Regions from separate parts of the Sus scrofa genome. Here region 1 is linked to region 2. The links are chromatin contacts, called in public Hi-C maps. All regions are on one chromosome and are shown on one strand. The core of a region is the stretch at or near the end of the contact, and the rest is flanking DNA. Distances in the headings are between cores, read along the strand shown. Region 1 holds the start of RAB5C (RAB5C, member RAS oncogene family). Region 2 holds the start of STAT3 (signal transducer and activator of transcription 3).

Evidence for each region. Hi-C and Micro-C count contacts between places; a contact is called where the count stands out from the background.
Region 1: a Hi-C map of liver shows a contact between it and region 2, with 6 times the contacts expected there. The contact joins the promoter of RAB5C here to the promoter of STAT3 in region 2. A contact is called at or near these places in 1 of 5 promoter capture datasets (fetal liver) and 1 of 47 Hi-C or Micro-C datasets (liver).

The regions. Positions count from the first base shown.
Region 1 is chr12:20,612,678-20,615,377 of Sscrofa11.1, forward strand. It overlaps RAB5C (RAB5C, member RAS oncogene family), which reads left to right and starts at 1,314. Exons shown (of 6, transcript NM_001244254.1): 1 at 1,314-1,438.
Region 2 is chr12:20,405,976-20,408,694 of Sscrofa11.1, forward strand. It overlaps STAT3 (signal transducer and activator of transcription 3), which reads left to right and starts at 1,341. Exons shown (of 25, transcript NM_001044580.1): 1 at 1,341-1,453.

The sequences.
Region 1 (2,700 bases), core at 64-2,563, 210 kb after region 2:
GTCACAGCCACAGACTCAGACACGATATGTGGGAGGGACAGAGCCCTGACTCAAGTCCACCTCCAGCCCTGCCAAGGTGACCCACAGGACTCCCCACTAATTCTGCATTAACCAATCCTGTGCCTGTTGCAGGCTAGGAACAGCAGGGTCTGGAAGAAGTGCTGTCACCAGCCAGAACCTACTAAGAATCCCACTCTGCCCCATCCCCTTTGCTCTCTTAAGCTCTCTCTTCTTTCTTAGCTTTCACTTCTCTGACAATCACTGAAGGGGTTGGTGGTATGGACGTTGTTAGAGGCACCCTGGTGACCAAATGGAACCAGGTGTGGGCAAGTTGTCCTGGACAGGTTGCAAGGTCCATTCTCCAGCTCAGGCTCCAGGGTATGTTTGGTGTTGGCTGGTGTCATAGGAACAATGCCCACAGCTGCCTCCGGGTGAGCTAGTATTCCATTCAGGTGCTGAGTAGTATCTCTGGGGGTGAGATGCAGAAGCAGAGGAGCTGTGTTGGGGGGGTTGGGGGTGAGCAGAAGTGGTCCTAATCCATACTGAGGGGAGCAGGGAAAAAAAAAAAAAAAAGCCCTGATCCATGTGAAGGGCAAAGCGGGGGCAAACAGAAGTGGGTCCAGTTCACTGGATGGGAAGTGTCTGGCTCTGTGCTTGGAGTTAAGAGACAAGAGCTGGAACTGGTTGAGGGTGGGGAGAGACAGGGGCAGAGTCGGTTCCGGTTGAGCCAAAGGCAGAGGGTCCTAGTTTACTGCTGGGCAGTGGCAGGGGCTCTCCCTTTGATCTTACCCAGTAGTCTCCAGAAAGCCCTTACTATAGCGTTTCCATAATCTTCCCCATATCAAAATGTCCCCACCCGTGGGGCTCCCAGAACTGACTTGGCCCAAAAGCGCAGACACGGGCTCCTCCAGTCTAGCGAGTGCTCAGGACTGGTCCACGCGGCCTTACGTGCATATTCATTCACATCATGTTTTTCCTTTCCCAATTCTGCACACACAGCCTCCTACCCTCTTGCAACGCTCCGCCACCCGCCTCCCCTCGGGGTGCCTGGAACCCGCGATGACGCGATCGGCAGGCCTGCCCTTAAAAAGTTCCCGGCCGGGCTCCGCCTAGCCGACATCGGGCTCCACCCTAAGCCTGTCTCAGGCGGCTCCTCCTGGAGCTACGCACTACAATTCCCGCCGTCCCTTGCGTGCGCTCTCCCACCTCTCCCGCGCTCCCCGCCAGCCCCGCCTGTGAATCGGCCAAGAGTGCCTCCCATTGGCTTCGCCGCCCTGTCAGTCACCTGGGTATTGAGGGGCGGGTCGGAGGTGGAGATCCGGATCCGGAGCGGCTGAAAGGCGGAAGTGGAGGCCGGAGCCTGGGACACCGCCGGGGGGAGAGGAGCGGAGCCTGTCCGAGCCCCGGCCTCAAGTAACGCCACCGCCCCGGAGCCACCGTGAGTGTGCCTGTCCCGGGACCCAGTGTCTCGCTCGCGTTGAAACCTCTCCGGGGCAGCCCCTCCTCCCGCCCGGCCCCGGCTTGGGGGGATACTGACCCCTCCCCCGACCCGTAGCCCCCTCTTAAGGGGCTCCCCAGGCGTCGAGCCAGAGCGGGGGCCGGGGGGGCTCTTCTTTCCTTCCCTTACTTGCCCTTCGTAACCCTTGGGAAACCCCTGTGGCTCTCCTCTGGCCTGTCCAGCCCGGTGGTGGGAGGGAGAGACCCTAAGTTTCGCTCCCTCTCCTCCTAGAATTGGAGGAATCTTTGTCAGGTGTGAAGGAGCCTGTCCGACTTCTCTTTTAGAGGTAGCCAGAAGTGTTGTCTGTCGCTGTTTTCCTTTACCCCGTCCCACAAAAACTGTTGTCCCTCCAGCCCTAGAGGAATTTTATCTTGATATCCTGAGGCTGGGGCGGGGTGTGGGGGGGGTGGTCCTGGGTGAGACCGCTCCCACAACTCCTTACTTCCTCTCTTTCCTCAAGCTAGACAGCCACCCAGGATCCTAGCAGAGTTTAAAGTCAGGGTCACTCTTTAGGAATGCCTTGTCTTCTCCTCGGCTTGCTCCCCTCTGCCCCAGCCCCGTCCTCTAGTTATGGTGTTCTCTGGTTGTGTCGTTCCCTGAGTGTATCGCTTTTCCTGCCTCTGAACAATTTAGCTGAGGTTTGCTCAATCCTAGCTACAGATCACACAGATCAGAGTGGATCTGCCCATTCATTATCATCTCTCTCCCCTTCTCCTCCCCCCTTGCTGGAGTCTCAACCGGGTCCTCCCAGAGCACGCGAGTGGTTCCAAGCTACCTCAGAGGGACTGCTCGTCCTGGGACTGGTGTCCGTTGGTCTTTAGAGAGGAGGAAAAAGACCAAAAATAAGGAGTCTGGAATTGAGGAGTGCTAGGCTCTTTCCCACTGCTAAACACACACTCACCTCCCTGATCAACAGGTCATGCCACTTCTAGTCCTAGGGTCTATTTCCATTCCTTTCTGGACTTGATCAACTCAGTTGTAGATTGCAGAGGATTAGGTGGAGATCACAGTGGCACCTCTGGGTTCTTCATGTGCTAATTTTTAGTGTAACCCAAGGAATTCCCACACCCGAAAGTGCTGATTCTCCCCAGCTTTTCCTAGAGACAGCTGGTTCTGACATCTGATCCTTGTCCATTGCTTGAAACTTAGGTGTGTGAAATGGCTGCTGTCTCAGACCAGGCTGGGAGGTTCTTTGTTATGTG
Region 2 (2,719 bases), core at 91-2,590:
GGCCTACACCACAGCCACAGCAATGCCAGATCAGAGCCACGTCTTCGACCTGTACCACAACCCATGGTAACACTGGATCCTTAACACACTGAGCTAGGCCAGGGGTCCAACCTGCTTCCTCATGGATGCTAGTCAGATTCATTTCCGCTGGACGGTGGGAACACCTGATAAAAGGTCCCTTTTTGGATTTCATCTTAATACCTCTTTGTACTAAACAAACACAATAAACACAAATAAGCACTAATAGCTGTTATTTTTTAAAACCCTGATTGTACCAGCACATACATACAATCCTCTATTATGCAAAGTACATCCTCTATTATGCAAGATAAAATGTCTACATTTCCTATAAACTACTGGTTTCAATGGAGTAGAACTTGCACTCGAAGTAGACAGGCGAAAAAGATAAAGGCACGCAATTTCAAGTATTTCAACTCAGACACATAAAAACAATGTGTATACGTGTCATTCTTTATCTGTACTGTCTCCTGCATTCCCGTGAACAGGCCAATGTGCGAGTCGTGTTGGCCTTTGATGCTTGAAGAGACGGAACGGAGGACGGGGTTAAATCCACTACCCTCTCCCCACGCACTCTAGTAATTACTCTACTTCCACGTCATGTTTCCGGGTGTGTGTGTCTCGACTCACGCAGAAACTGAGGTTCAAAGCAGGCGGGAGTCACCCATGTTCTTTTGGCTGTCCCCAAAAACCCAATTCAGCCGTTGAGGTCTTAGAGTATCTGGCGATACCTGGGTACTGTTTAACTGGCTGATTCCCACGTGGTAAGTGGCTCCTAACTCACCCCCACGTGGTGCCAAGGGCCGGGAAAAGGGAGAGTAGGCAAAAGAGAGCCGCATCAGGGGCATTTAAAGTGTCTTGACGTCACACACTGCCAGGAACTCAGCTGAGTTTTCAGCAGGACATTCCGGTCATCTTTCTTCCCTCCCTCCGGGTCTCTCAGCCCAAGGCCTTGGCTCTTCCCTTACTGTTGCGGAGGGAGTAGCAGTGAGCCCTCGGAACAGCCAGTACAGGGGCGTTCCCGGCCTTGTGTTGGCTCCGCCCCTTCTCCAAGGAGCTCTCCTCATTGGCAAGTGGGTGGGGCTTCGGAGATACAGTACATTCACCAGGGCCTCTGTGTGGCAGAGAAAACTGGTCGTCTCATGAATAATGCATGAGCGGAGTGCCCAGGCCAGGCGGGGGCTGGGCGGGGATTGGCTGGAGGGGCTGTAATTCAGCGGTTTCCGGAGCTGCGGCGGCGTAGACCGGGAGGGGGAGCCTGGGGTTCCGACGTCGCCGCGGAGGGAGCGAGCCCGAACAGGATCCTTGACGAGCACCCCTACTTGGCGCTCTCCCCGTGTCTAATAGGGGAGACTCTGCGGCCTGAGGGAGCCCTGCGGCCCGCACCCCGGCGCAAGCGCAGCCCCGGCCAGTCGGGCCTCAGCCGGAGCAGCAGGTGAAGGGGGTTAAGGGTGGGGCCGCCCCCCCCCTCCCCGGGCGACGGCCTCCGGGCCGGGGATCCAGGGGTGGGTGCCAGAAGGGCTGAGATGCTCTGGGGTGTTTGAGGGAGTAGTGGACAGAAGCTTCAGTAGGGCAGAGGGGATACGAAGAGACCGGGAGGGTCGTTCTGAAGGGTCGTTCCCAGGATGACAGGAGTCGGCCTCTGAAGGGACAGGGTACGCTGGAAGGAAGTTTTCATTCTTTGGAGAAAGAGGAGACGCGGTGGAAGAGTGAGAAGGGGCTCGAGGGGGAGGACCATTGGGGCCAGGGCACTCTAGAGTGGCGGTGGCAGGAGTGAGGGACAGCCCCCGACTTCCTGCTCCTTGGGGCTCTGGGGACGTTCCGGCCGCAGGAGCGACTGTCATGCTGGCGAAGATCACGGAGGGGTGGGTTGGCAAGCGCCTCCTCCCCGCCCCCCCGGCCGGGCCCGGCGGCTCCGGCTGAGCCACTTCCTCCGTCTTGTCCAGTTCCCGCTCCTGTAGGATCCAGCTGTGCCCCCCTGGAGAGGTAGGAATAGGTGTCTTCCTCCTCCAGCCTCACGGGCTGGTTGTTCATGGTTAGGGTTATTGCATAAGAATCAAGTTTCCTGTAGGGAAATTGACAATCTCGTTCTCTTTCTAAACTCCCTCTCGTCTTTTTCTAGGTTAAATCGTGTTTCTCTCCTCCCCCTTCTTAAAAAAAACCCAACAAAATAAAACCCCCATCAAACCAACTCTAGAGAGAAATAAACCTTTTTCCTCCTGGCATTGTTCTTTTATAAACACCTGGTAAACTTGGCCAAAAGATAAATAATTGAGCCCTTGCGTTTACTGGATTGTGGTGTTGCTTAATTGCATAGGCCGGAATGAACCAATCGAGAGTGGGAGTTTTCTGTCTCAGAGCCAAGGTCTTGGGTAAATGCAGAGAAGAGGGAAACAAAGACAGGCTGGCCTTGGCAGAACCAAGTGTGCAAACTTTACCTGTGTTTGGGGGGTGTGGTTGCATTTCGGTTAGCAAGATTCAAACCAACATGAAGTCATTTTCTCCATGTTTAGTCCACATCCCTCTGTGTTATACAAATTGGATGGATAGTGTTAACCCTTATTAAAAATGTATATAATGTGTATCTGCTGGTTTTTTGGGGGTGTGCATCTAAAGGGTATGTTTATTCTGCCTATGGGTTGTCATTCTTTGGCTGGTTGTGCTGATAAAGCATTGGTTTGAATAAATCAGAACAGTAAGT